Regions from separate parts of the Hordeum vulgare genome. Here region 2 is linked to region 1. A link is a contact called in public Hi-C data. All regions are on one chromosome and are shown on one strand. Each heading gives the region's core, a stretch centred on a gene start, on an enhancer-like site or on the middle of the called end of the contact. The rest is flanking DNA. Distances are from core to core; before and after follow the strand shown. Region 1 holds the start of LOC123444227 (anoctamin-like protein Os01g0706700). Region 2 holds the start of LOC123444231 (transcription factor LATE FLOWERING-like).

Region 1 (6,850 bases), core at 2,665-5,164:
AACTTCAATGCATCCACTCTTATTTCAGTTACATTGTTCTGTCATGAAGATGATTTCTTAAGAACTATAACATGTGCAACTAAGCATATCAAGCATGAGTATATGACTGTAAACTGTCGTCATAACCACATACCAGAGCAGCAAAGCAGAATATCAATGGAAAGGCGCAAGCAAACATCATGATCATCCCAAACTGAAGAGCTAGTTCAAGAAAATCTGCAACAGATTCAACACCATAAGAACAAATGGCATTGTCTTTGAAGAATACAAAATGCCATTTTTAGATCAGCAAAAGTGACACAGACTACATATAAACCAAATAATATGCAAACTACCATAGCAACTGAGTACGGCGACTACTTATTGTTATTACCATCAAACAGACCATCTTCGAGCTCTGCTCCAATGCTTGCAGTATAAGAGAGTTTTAAATATTCTTTCTCCACTCTTGTTGATAATCGAACTGACTTCCCTGATGGTGATTCTCTCTCTTGTCTTTTCTTGCTACAAAATGATAGGGGTTTCTTACATTCTTCTATTGGCCTGGAAATAAGAATAGCAGGAGTGCAGGACAAAGAATACACAGGCAAAACTTACCGAACAGCACTGTACTTTTTGTAGCTGTATTTGAGATAAGGAATAGAATTCTCAATCAGATTTTCCAACACCTAGAAATTTATATATATCATCATAGTGTACATCATCATCATACCTGATAATGAAACCTCTGTTTCTAAATATAAAACATTTTCGCAGTTTAAATCGAACTGCCAAAACGTCTTACATTTAGGAACAGAGGGTGAACTTGCATTGCAGAGTGCAAATACCTGAGACACGACTAGACGCTGAATAAGGACTTGTCGGAGTCTCAAAATGTCACGATAAAGGGAAGCATGGTAAAACAACCCAATATATGATTGCATGAAGTATAGACCGAAAACCTGCACATGCAAAAGGAGTAAGAAGCTTAACTTAAAGCATGAACCAGCTTCGTTGTGTCATAGTGTTTACCTTATAAATCAAACTGTCAGCACTGGACTGTTCTCCTTGGTTGTTTTCATACTTTATTAGAATGACAGACACCTTTCCACCTATCCTTGTATAATACTGAATTGCAACAAGATATAGTGCAGTCAACACATACCTAAAAATTGAAAAAATAAAGCAGATCAAATTGGCATAGTCAATAGAGTAACCGCTACTCATGAGAAAAACTAGCTAGCAAGTCATTAGCACAATTTGATGATAAATGAACTACATAGATCACGGTGTCATTCTTACCTCAGTGCCTCAGTTTCAGTTTTTTCATACAAATGAGCATAGGCCAACTCAAATGGCAGCTGAAGACAAATAATACCCAGAACAATAATCGCATTGTTCCTAATTCTTAGAAGGACACCGGACCACTCATTTCTTTGCAATCTCCTTTTCTCAGCAGGCTCATCATCAAATTTCTTTTCCTCCACACGCTCAACAGAAAGATAATGCCTTATTGGTTCCAGTTCGTTGGCCGAAGCTTTGTATTCAGCAAATGAATAATTAATGCCCCATCTGCTTTCAGGCGACATATGGAAGAAAGAAAGGTTGTGGTCAGGAACTTGATCAACACGAGCTTGACTAACAACTGCATATCCTGGAATTGGATGGTACCTAGCAAGAAGTGCTGAATTCTTCCTTTTCCAAAATTGCAAAAAGAAGACAGCCCAAGAAATTACGAAGATAAAGAAAGCAGGAAGAACCAGCCACTGCAATGACCTGAGTTCAAAGAGCAGAGGGGAATACTTATTACTTAGCTGACTGTATTAGTTATATTTGTACCAAGTTTTGAAAAGGAATCACGGTAAAATGCATACCCAAAATCTATAAGCTGAGTGGCCAGTCCAGATACGGCTGGAAAGAATAGCCAACGCGTATACATTCCTAGGAAAGCAAAATATGTTGCAATCTGCAGTTCAAAAGTGGGGGGTTTACGGTCTCAAAAGTAATTCATTTATTGACTTGCGTTAGATAAATGGTCCAGAAACAAGATACAGTAGCAGCAACGTCCTGTCATGCTGTTCTACCTTGGTTCCAAAATAGGAGTAAACTTCATCAATAGGTTGCCATGTGAAGTCACGCCAGTTAAGTGCCCAATTTCTCAGGAGCTGTTTCCTTTTAACTTCCTCTACAGGCAAAGTAGTGTTAGCTAATGCTACGAATTTTACAAATATTTGTATTATCTTAGGTTAATTTATGTACCATGCAAAGGGAAGACTAGCTTTACAACTCCTTCATCTTCGAGCCTGCGCAATAGTGACTCGTTTTGTTTCCAGTAGAACTCTTTATCATCAAATTTGAGAGATATTTCAGAGTTGGTCTTGTTCACCTGCATGGTTCAATAACAACACCCTATCACACAAGGAAATCTGAGATTCCATATCACAAAAACCAAAATGCTATTCAGATTGGGAGTATGCTTTAGTATCCACACATCATATCAAACAAATGAAAATTTAAGTGGACAATCCTACTTTCTATAGCTCATATCTCAAATGTGCATATATTGTTGTCCAGCTGAGGTCTTCGGATGAACTATGCATTGGTTGCCATATCATTCAGAAGAGACAAATATCAAATGCAGAAACCAGACAATAGAAACAGATTATTTTGCTTTAAATCTGGGCACACAATGCTATGAACAAGGAAATTTCATTATTAAGAAAAAAAAGTTTCGTTTGTAGTTCAACAAAGCACTGCTATCCAAAGAATCAGGTCACAGAAACAAAAGTATACTAGAATGCATCCATATGTAAGATGTATATATATAATTAAAAATGAATGTGGTTCCTCGTACTTAAAGTGCACTCCCTCCATTTCCTTTTTACTCCGCATATTAGGTTTGTCTTAAAGTCTTTGGAAGTTTCACCAAGTGTGTAGAAGAAAAAAAACATCAACATTCACAATACCAAATCAAATATCATCATATCGATCATGGAGTATATTTTCATATTGTATTCATAATTATGGATGTTGATAATTTTTAATATATATTTGGTCAATTTTTAGGCTTAAGAGAAACCTAATATGCGGAGTGAAAAGAAACGGAGGGCGTGCAACTAAAATCTGACATAACGAGGAACGACATCAGCTATACAAGAGGTTGTACTCACAATGCCGTATATCAAGTAGCGGAAACAGGTAAACCGCTCTCGCCAGCTAAAGAGGGAACCATCAGGCTGCCTGACGAATGCTGCCACCTGTTCCCATTCGAACTGAAGCTCCATTCCTGAAGGAAGATTAACAATCAGCACATGAGCACATTGCCGACCCAACTGATGCCCGCATCTCAAATAGTTAGCGCATTAGTTGAGTTACCGATGTAGGTAAGCTTCTTCATCTGCATCTCAGCAGCGGCTCTGCCCAGAATCCCCATGGGCGCAGACAGCTAAATTGGAAAAGCAAACCACGGCCACTATAAATCAATTTGAGGAGTTGGTAACGGGAGCACTTTAATCTCTGGGTTTTCTCTCGGAAATCGCCTCATTAGTTGGAATTAGGGCACCATGGCAAACCGAATTCAAAAAGGGAAAAAGGCAGCCCCGCACTGACCTTGATGAACTCGGCGAGGACGCCGCGGACGCGCTCGACGAGCAGGCCGGCGCCCTCGAGGTCGCGCACGAGGCGCGCCACGCAGTCGTCTCCCGCCTCGGCGGCCGCGGCGCGCGAGAGCTTGGGCACGACGATGCCGACCTCGAAGTCCGTGGCCTCCTCCCCTCCCCCTCCATCCCCTCTCCCTCCCCGTGCCCCCATGTCCGCCTATCAGGCGCGGTGGTGGCGGCGAACGGCGACGGGCGCGAGGAAACGGATCCGCATACGGGAAGGGAGAAGAGGGGAGAACGATGGCAGCGCAGAGGAGGAATAAACAACGAAATCGAGAGGGGAAAAAATGGCGTTGGGAACGGCGGAGAGAGAGAGAGAGGCGGGGGGCAACGGATTAGGAGGGGCACCGGTTTCCTGCACTTAATTCGATTTTCGACTTGATTAACAAGCGTTGGAAAAATGAGAGAATAAATAGTATAGCTTGATTAGCAAGTTATTTAGTAGAATTAAGCAAGGCGCGCCGGTGCCTGTGGGCGTTAATTAAGTGGCAATTTCGGGGGTGGGATTTGAACGGACGGGGGAGAGAGAGAGGGTGGGAGGGAGATTGGGAGGCGTGCGTGCCACTGACTGGCAACAGCGCGGAGGAAGTGATTTTCGAAAGCTGTGGGTGTGTGGGGCCGTTGAGTACGGGCCTGTTGGTGGAAAGCGAATGACAGGTGGGCCTTGTTGCCAACGGGCCACGTGACCTGTGAAGTACGGGCGCGTGCAGGAGAGACCCCCTTTTTTTTTTTCCTTTCCCTGCGCGGGTGGGAGGCGACCGATGAGATGACCAGGCGGAGGTTTCGACGGAACGGCAACTAGTTTAGGAAGAGACAGTGCGGCTGAAAGAGGAGCCAGCTGGTTCTTTCGGCCTGTCCGTCCCTGCGAGTGCGAGGAGTGGCGTGTCGACGTGTCGGGAGCAACTTTCGGTTTTGTTTTGGTCGTCATGGTAGATGGTATTGCTATCAGCTATGCTTTGCTTTCGGACGGACGAACGGATAGCTGTCTGTGTTGTCCGAACCCCACGTGAGGATAATTTTAACACACGATTTTAAACGGATGTCCATTTTATTTGGATTTCGTCCGTTTAGGATGGAAATAGGGTCATGCCGCCCGGATCTATGTTTGCACCGGTCGAACTTCCAAGGCGCGGTCGCATCTTCGTCCACATCTCGTCCGCATAATATTTTTATTATTATTTTCATCAAAGTTTTTTTTGAACATTGGAATACATTCACCAAATCTTGTCTAGAATAGCAAGAAAGAAAAACAAGAACTATAAAAATATATTTTAAAATATATTCAACTTTCATAACTTCACCTGTAAGTTGGGTTAATGCTTTCTCGATGCATTTGTTATTGATTTGCGGAGTCTTGATTTCGCAAACTTCTTTCTTCTTCGAGTCTAAAGAATTAAACGTTGCTTCTTCACGTCTAGTCTTATCTCTATCATGTAGACTAGTAAGAAGTGCACGAACATCTACTAAATTGCGCACTATCGGCAGATCGATGTATTCTTCCTCCTAAAAACAAAAGTTACACCCATCCTACACAATAAAAAAATGTAAGCAAAACAAGCCGAATCCAAAGCTCAACTGAAGCTAAACTAGCACATACCCCCATCATTTTTGCACTTGACGAACACACATCCGGGATGTTCAGCGTGTTAGACACGCGAAGCGGGACCTTCACTAGACAGTTGTCGCACTTTATGAGCGGCACCGGTGCGCCGACGAGCATTTGGGCCAGGACCGAGCCCGGACGACGGTCGTTGGTGTATTTACCGGCAAATCGGTAACGGGGTAGATCCGAGCGGCTAGAGGCGGAGTGAGTACCTGCATGCGGCCTGGGGACTTTGCCGGGGCTGTGCGGGCTTGCACCCGGCCAGTCCATGGCACGCCGCGACCTCCAATGGCCTGCCGCGCTCTAATCCGGCGAGATCCGCTACAAATCCAGCCGCCGGTTGCGTTGAGGCAGGTGCGGGGGTTGGGAAGGTCGTGGTGTGGAGAAAACATGGCGGGGCACGCATTCGTGCTGAGCAGCTTGACGACCGAGATAAATGGCAGTGGATGCGGCTAGGGACGAGAAGGGGGAGGGGCGGGGTGTGCGACCGGAGTTGGGGGGAACAGAAAAAGGGGTGGTTGTGTCATCGACTGGCGAGCCAGGAGAGGACAAGAGCACGCGTCCCGCCCATCCGCGTGTTGTGCGTTCCGCCTGGGTCACGAATGGGTCGAAAGCTGACCGAAAACGGACAACTCCAATCCATGACCCCAAAACATATGCTCATGTCCGTTTCGGGGTAAACGGACATAAACTGCAGTCCAATGCGCGAGAGCAAACACATGAATGTCCAGTTTCGGTCCGATTTCAGCCCATTCCCGATCCAAGTTCGGGTCGCATTTGCGGCGAAACGGACAACATGCGGACGTGCGATATGTGCACTCTTGTTCTCCCCTGGTCCGCCCATCCGGGACACACCGCTCCAACTTTCCCTCTAGTTCGCCCAAACCCTCCCCCGCGCCCCTCTCCTCCCTCCTTCATGGATGGTGATGTGACGAACCCCGGCGATGCGGTCCCGACCGCACGCCCTGTGGCAAAGAAGAAAGGTCCCAAGGGTCCCAGGAAGCCTCTGTCCGAGCTCACGCCGACACAGATGTCCAAACTCGATGCCGAATTGGCAAAGAGGAGGGGCAGACGGACAAAGGCGACGCAGATGAAGGCGGTTGCGAACTACACCATCGAGGTTGTCGCATGACGTGAAGCACAACATCTTGCCGACATCGATGAGAAGGAATCCATCATCTCCAAGCGCACACCCTACTCATGCTAGGGTTGGCACGACCTACCGGCCATCCTCTCGGTCGCTGCCATGGCCGCCGCGAGCACGAGATCGTCGGTAGCTCGTCCTCCTTAGTATAGGTCCCCAAGCTCGTCCACCACGCCCAGTCCACCGCCTTACGGCCACGGACAGACATGGTTCTCCATGTCGCTGGAGTGCAGCGTGGTCGCTGCGGCCACACCCGTGGGTGTCATCGACCTGAACGTGATGCCATGGTATAGTGGCGCTGGATACATGTTCGATTGGACGCAAAGGAAGCAATCCTAGTTGTTTCCGATGGCAAGCATGGCCGGCACCCGCAAGTTGTTTGACGAAATAGCACAAGCAACGCCCACAGTCGATGACCTTGATTGCTTAGCGTTCATGAAGAGCATCATCTTCGAGGGCTGTAAC
Region 2 (6,850 bases), core at 3,007-5,506, 680 kb after region 1:
CTTTTTATCATCAGCAGCATGCAGTGCAGCAGAAAGCCTGGACCAGCTGCCACCATTACACGCCGCTGCAGATAAGATAAAAAGACGACATGCCATATATTCATAGCTAGATTAGATTAGATTAGATTAGATAAGGGTGATGCTAGACGTAGCATCTAGCTAGCTAGATCATCTTTGATATGATAGAGAAATTTAAAAGGCCGAACCTTTTTCACACATCTGTATTTGTATATCTAGCTACATATCTTCGTCGCCCTAGCTAGGTGGCTCCCTTTGAAGCTCGCACCTGGAAATCGGATTCGCTGCGTTTGTGGGGTGCAAATTAAAGGGAGGAGAAGACCGGTTGGTTAATCATCCCGGAACTGGAACAAAAGAGTTGGACATCGACACATGCACAAAGCACGCAAAAAGTTTGCCGTGTTTGGGACATGTACCCAATGATTCTCATTTGTAGCCATGGTACCTCTGCAGCTGACGTCACGCATACATGTGCAGCAATCAGACGGTGATGATTGAGCGGAAGAAATCATCCTCCATGCATGTGTAAACTCTTTACATAATCACACCATTATCATTCTAAAATAACTTCCTATGCTATTTTAAGATGTAAGTATGATTCACACATTTGTAGCTATGGAGCTCAGCCGTTGTGTGGGTGACGGCATGCATGCATGCATGCATGCATGTGCAGCAATCAGATGATCCATGCATGCAAGTTTTAATTACATACTCCTCCATTCCTAAATATAAGTGTTTTAAAAAATTTCATTAAAAGACTACATACCGATGTATATAGACATGCTTTGAAGTGTAGATTCATTTATTTTTGCTTCGTATGTAGCCCCTTAATAAAATATTTAAAAAGACTTATACTCTCTCCTTTCCGGTTTATAGGGTCCATCTCAAAATTTTCGGATTTCCACTGTATTAGGCCCATTTGAGTCTAATTGAGTTAAAGTGCTTTGAGTCCCACGTCATATTTAATTCATAGAGTATAGAGAAAGAAAATAAGTGACTATGCATGCATCATTTTTTACATCCATCATGCAAGTCCAATGAAAAGGAGGATGCTACATTTATTGCCTTAGAAATTAAATATGTGAGAAATATTTCATTGTCTAGTTAAAACTAATGTCATCCAGTCACAAGTCAACTTGGTTGATGAGATTTTAGATTTGAGCTCTATAAACCGGAAATGAGGGAGTATTTAAAAACGGAGGGAGTATATAATTACACCGATTATTACTACTGTATTCAAAGTAATTTCCTATGCTATTTTAGGATATAACTCATGGAAGAGAAACTCTCACTACGATTTTACATGCACGCCACGCCGGTCATGTCCCAGGCACTTTTTTTTGAGACCATGTCCCAGGCACTTTGATACAATGCAAATGGATATCTCAATAATTTCATATCTCTTCCTTTTCTTCTCCAATCAAGATGTCCTGCCACCGGCACGGTCTCGATCTCACGCTGCAGCTGAATTGCTTCGACGATGCAGCGGACCGATCCAAATTAATCAATTCTGGACAAGAGTACATGACGACACTAAACCTTAATTAGTAGTATATGTGTATGTATACAGTACTGTACTAGTTAAGCACGTACGCGTACTCTTGACACGACGACCTGAAACAGTACGAAACAGCAACGTAACTAAACAGTACTACAACAGTCTGCCAGAATTCCCATCAGGATTTCTGAAGACGGAAGACATGTTGTTGTTGTTGTTATTTCTCGGAAATCCGAGAAATCCAGGGTTGTTGCTGTAATAGTGCTGCTGCTGTGAGTGCGAGTGCAGTAACCTGCCCGTGCTGGCGGCCGCGGCGGCGCTGGTGCCGGTGCCGGTGCTACTGCTGGTTCCTAGGGTTTCCAGCGCCTGGACCTGGGACTTGAGGAACTTGAGGTAGCTGGCGGCCTCGTCCAACATGGACGCCGTGTCCATCTTGCTCCCGCCGGGGACGAGCTTCTGTAGCACGCGGAGGCGGTCGCTCACGCGCTCCCGCCGGAGGCGTGCCGCCACCGTCTGCGGGTCGCTCGAGATGCGCACGTTCTTGCGCCGCGGCTTGCTGATGCCCGCAGCGGGGGATTCCGTCACGAGGCTCACCGGCCGCATGGCCGCCGCGCGGTAGATCATCTCCTTCACCTGCGCCATCGCCTCCATGTCCGGCTCGTACCCGCCGGCCGCCCCGGCTGAGTTGGTGTCCTGCAGGCCGAACGTGATGCTCGTCGCTGTCGTGGCCGGGGCCTTCCGCTTTGTGCCGGCGCGTGGGAGCGGCGGCGCCGTTGCTATTGTGGCGGGGCAGTCGTCCGCGGGTAGCTTCCGGCTCTCGTGGAGCGCCGCCTGCGCCAAAGTAATCGTGGGATGCGACGTCGTGGTGGGCGATATGGTGGACGTCGGCGACGCCACCTCGGCTACGTCGTGGCCGCCGCCGCCGCCGCCGCTGTAGTTGTTGGACTCCCCGGAGGAGATGTTGCAGACGGTGGTGCCGCTGTAGCCGGAGAACATGGCGCCGTTGGAGACGGCCCCGGGGTCGCCGTCCCCGCCGCACGGGAGCACCCCGGAAAAGGCGAGCGCCGAGTCGAGCAGGCCGTCGTGCGCGCTGGCGCCGTCGACGACGGACGAGAACACGTCGACCCCCGAGCCAAAGAACCCCAGCTGGCCGTCACCAGTCGAGCCCCCCGCCGCGCTTCCGACGGCAGCTGCACCGTTACCGTAGCTGGAGCTCACCTGCTGTCCTCCTCCGCCGAAGTCGCACTGGAGCTGGCCGAGGAAGGCGTCGTCCAGGTCGAAGCGGCCGCAGCTCATGACCTGGCTCGCCGGACGCGGCAGGTAGGCGTCGTCGTGCAGGCCGGGGCCGGACGACCAGCCGAAGGTGTCCATGGCCCGGGAGAATCTCGCGCTGCTTAATTGACTGGCGCAGGGATTCTGGGACGACGCGCGCGCGCGCGGCTGCCTGCTGCACGTAACGGAAGAGTGAAAGCGTTAGCATGTTGTTCTCGGCCGTGCCGTAAATAGCTAGAGCGATACTATGAATAATGATACGATTACGATGGAGCGGAGGGAATCAAAACTGAGGTTGGGAGTGGATCGGAGTGGGCCGCGGCCGGGTTGGAAACGTGAACGTCAGGGAACAGTGTCACGCGGGCGTGGTATTGATGGGCGGACAAGGACGGCCGGCGGAGAGAAGTCGATCGGAGATGTCTCCAACTCCAACCCCATAATTACACCGCCATCCGCGCCACCCCATAATTACTACTACCAATCTCAAGAATCACGTCTCACCATCCTACAGAATCTCCTACTCGATCGTATTACCATGCACGTATCTCTTTATATGTGAAAAGTAGGCTCATACGCTCGCCGATTAAGTGTGCAGTGCATGCATAAAACCACATTCTCTAACTATGTGCTACTCCCTCCTCCGTTCCTAGATATAAGTCTTTCTAGAGAACGGAGGGAGTAGTTAATATGCGTATATATATAGATTCTTTGCAGCTAGCTCACCATACCTTTGAGATGAAACCAGATGACTGCAGGGTGGAGCAACAATGGGTGCCACCAGCTAGCTTCGCCGCCGACGGAGGTAGAGCACAGCTTGAAAGATTATCGCTCCAATTCCCAGGCCGGCAACTCCTTGGTCAGGGAGCCAGCGCGCCGGCGACCAAGGCCGAGAGAGAGAGACTCGCCGGTTCGATCGACCTGGAACAAGCCAAGAAAGTATGAGGCTCCGAGCCATCAAGAGGCATATATCTTCATAAATCCTACTGTACTACGCAAGCTGCCACGAGAAGGGGGAGGAGATGGAGATGGAGATGGAGATATGAAGTACTATAGACTGCTACACCTAGCCAAGCCACAACTCTAGTAGCGTATGTACACTGTGGATATGTAGATGTAGAGGTACCCGTGTCTTGCAGAGAGATGAGAGACCACTCTAATGGCAGCAGAGCAGATCGAGCAGATGATTGATCAATCGATGGCTTTGGACCTGATCGAGCAAGCCGGCCGCGGCCGGTCTAGCAACCTAGAGTAGCTAACTTCCGGGAGGGAGGGAAGCTCTGGATCTATGCTATGCTAGCTCTGAGAAAGAGAGGGAGAAGACAGTACAGATCATACGTGTGGGATATGGTCCTCCTGTTGATGGCAGTATATGGGGCTCTTCTTTTATAGATGGCTAAGCTAGCTCTATGTGTCTATGTGTCTATGACTCTATGTATAGTACTCTCTCTCTCTCTCTCTGGAAAACGGGAAAACGAGATTGGTCGAAGCATATGGTTTCTCTTTCTATCTCTAGCGTTCTCTGTTCCTGTATGTGGGGCTGTTCAGTTGGGAAAGGATGATGATGAGTGGGCAGCACAGCACATGAAGTTGCACAGCTGACGCGCTCTCATAAATACTTGTCCAAATCAGTAATCTTTATGCATCTTACACAGCTTAACGGTTCTGTTTTGAACAATGCTTCGTTTTGTTTTGTGCATTACGTAATCTGCAGTGCAGGGGTTTACCCTATATATCACACTCTCACTACATGTAGAACCTCCTAGCTAGGTCTTTGATGTCATGCACTCAAATTAAAAATAGAAATGGGTTATGTTGTGCATCTAATGATGCAGAGGCAGGGAGCAGTTCCTCCGTTTTCAGAAAAAAAGATCGAGCAGAAGCATTTGGTCTCCGATCTAAAGCTTCCCGCTTGTTCCCGGGGCTCCGCTAGCTTTTTTTGCCTTTGGATTCAGATTGAAGAATCAGAACACTGCCTCACTCTCCTGTCCGTTTCAGCAGTAACTTTTTGTCACTTTATTTTTGCCCACATGTGATAGAGTACCAAGAAGCACAAGGAGCAGGCCATATTTTGTGTACCCCCCCTCGCTTACACCTTCTGGTACCACTCATAAGTAATTTATGTAGTTTTTTTTTTCTCTCGGACATGTGTGATTCCCTACATATATATAAACAGTAAAATCGATTCTGTGTAAGTTTGACGGTGAAGCAACATGGATCTTAGTCAAATCCTTTTACAGAGAGCAAGATGACAAGGGATCTACATCAGGTTGCTGGAGAGTAGATGCAAATTGGGGGATAATCAGACAAAACTATGACGACAAAGCAATGAGGGGGAAACAAAGACCCCCGAAAAAACAAAGAGAAATTTAATGCTGACATGTTTTCACATCCTTTTTTTATTTTGGTTAAAACAAGATAGGAGGGCCCATAAAATCTGTATATGATAGGGTCATGTAGAGGAGAGGACCACGCATTGATGATGATAGGCAACCGATTTCATACGATTTGGAGTCTAGAGCTTTGTTTACATGCGTGTATTTTCTTGTTTAAAAAAAAGCTGCCATCAAATGGAGATGTTTGACACTTTGGAGCATAGCACTTGTGTTAGCTGTGCGAGGCAGTGACGACAAGTTGGTTAACCCCCTTCAGTCAATAGTAAGCATAGTCAAACTAGCGCTGAGTATTTGGGCACATGGTAGGCTTTAACTTGCTCTGAATATGATGCTACCATTGCGTAAGGATGGGTACAGACTTCTACAAGTAAAATAAGAGTGGGAAAGAGGTCTCAATCTTGGATTTTTTAGGGAGTTGCTGCAATGATAGCTTTGGGAGAACTGCAATTCTGGTATCCTTAAGGAAGGACGTTATCGTCTTTCAAGGAAAAGCAACGTTGTCGATCTAGTGCATGCACGTAATTTGGTTTGCTTCCAGCGTATTGATTTGTCATGTACTATCTCATTTGATTGGGAGGCACGTGATAGTGTCGTCACACGCTTATCATCATGTGCACCTACTATTTTCTTTCTTTCTTGGCACTACTATGAACTAAGGCCATGTTTGGTTTTAATAAGTCACCTGATTTATAAGTCAGGTGACTTAAAACCAGTAACTTGTAAGTCGTGCATTTTTGATTGTCATCTGATTTATAAGTTATCTTTTCATGCAAAAGTGGATGACTTATAAGTTTTAAGTTGGGATGGAGCAACTTATGACTTATAAGTTGGAGTGACTTATAAGTTGAGTCTATTTAGCAAAATAAGTTATTTTTTACACTTTTCAACTTATAAGTTGGTGATGTTGGCCCAAACCAGACGCCGAGTACTTTCCGGCGACGGTAACCAGGGACGATGACGAAAACAAACCGGACTATCGGTTCCTGGAGGAGACGTGCACGTACGCGTAACCTAAGCAGGCAGGCTAGCAGGTGGATGGTTTCTCATGCACACGTACGTAGCAACCTGGCTGCTGCCTTGATCGATCGGAACTAGCGTCGCCGAGACACACACGCGAGAGAACACGAGGATATGATGGCTACGGGAGCGTGTCGCTCCCGACTATTTCTGTGTATTGCTTTGATCTGATCCAATATTACAGGGGTACTTGTACGTATATATAGTAGCTAACCAAGACAACTACTAATCCTATACCTACACGGTGACGGTTCCAAGTCCAAGCCGGACTAGGACTCGTGGTTAATTCCAACAATCACCCCCCTAAACATGATGTCCTCACTTCACAGCTTGGACGCCGATCCTTCTCCGCATCTCTGTAAACTTCTGTCGTCCCAAAGACTTGGTCAGGATATCTGCAAGCTGGTCGTCGGTGCAAACGTAGTTGACTTCAATCTTGCCTTCTTCCACGCACTGTCGTATGTAGTGATACCTTATATCTATGTGCTTACTCCTGTCATGATGCACTGGATTCTTACACAGGGCAATCGCAGACTTGTTGTCAACATTGAGCACCACTCTTTCAGGTTCTTTATCTGTGAGGTCACCGAGTAGCCTTTCTAGCCACACACCTTGACCCGCTGCGGTTGCAGCTGCTATATACTCTGCTTCG

What was found. A called contact is a pair of places that touch in the nucleus more often than the background predicts.
Region 2: a Hi-C map of leaf shows a contact between it and region 1, with 7 times the contacts expected there. The contact joins the promoter of LOC123444231 here to the promoter of LOC123444227 in region 1. A contact is called at or near these places in 3 of 6 Hi-C or Micro-C datasets (leaf and seedling).

What each region holds. Positions count from the first base shown.
Region 1 is chr3H:455,798,893-455,805,742 of MorexV3_pseudomolecules_assembly, forward strand. LOC123444227 (anoctamin-like protein Os01g0706700) reads right to left here and starts at 3,915. Exons shown (of 16, transcript XM_045120887.1): 1 at 3,589-3,915; 2 at 3,355-3,424; 3 at 3,150-3,265; 4 at 2,239-2,365; 5 at 2,064-2,164; 6 at 1,854-1,945; 7 at 1,651-1,755; 8 at 1,282-1,551; 9 at 1,012-1,144; 10 at 828-941; 11 at 598-668; 12 at 374-504; 13 at 134-216; 14 at 1-38. The coding sequence starts at 3,789.
Region 2 is chr3H:456,474,414-456,481,263 of MorexV3_pseudomolecules_assembly, forward strand. It overlaps LOC123444231 (transcription factor LATE FLOWERING-like), which reads right to left and starts at 4,257. Exons shown (of 3, transcript XM_045120892.1): 1 at 3,912-4,257; 2 at 3,517-3,706; 3 at 1,254-2,960. The coding sequence starts at 2,887. The coding sequence ends at 1,670.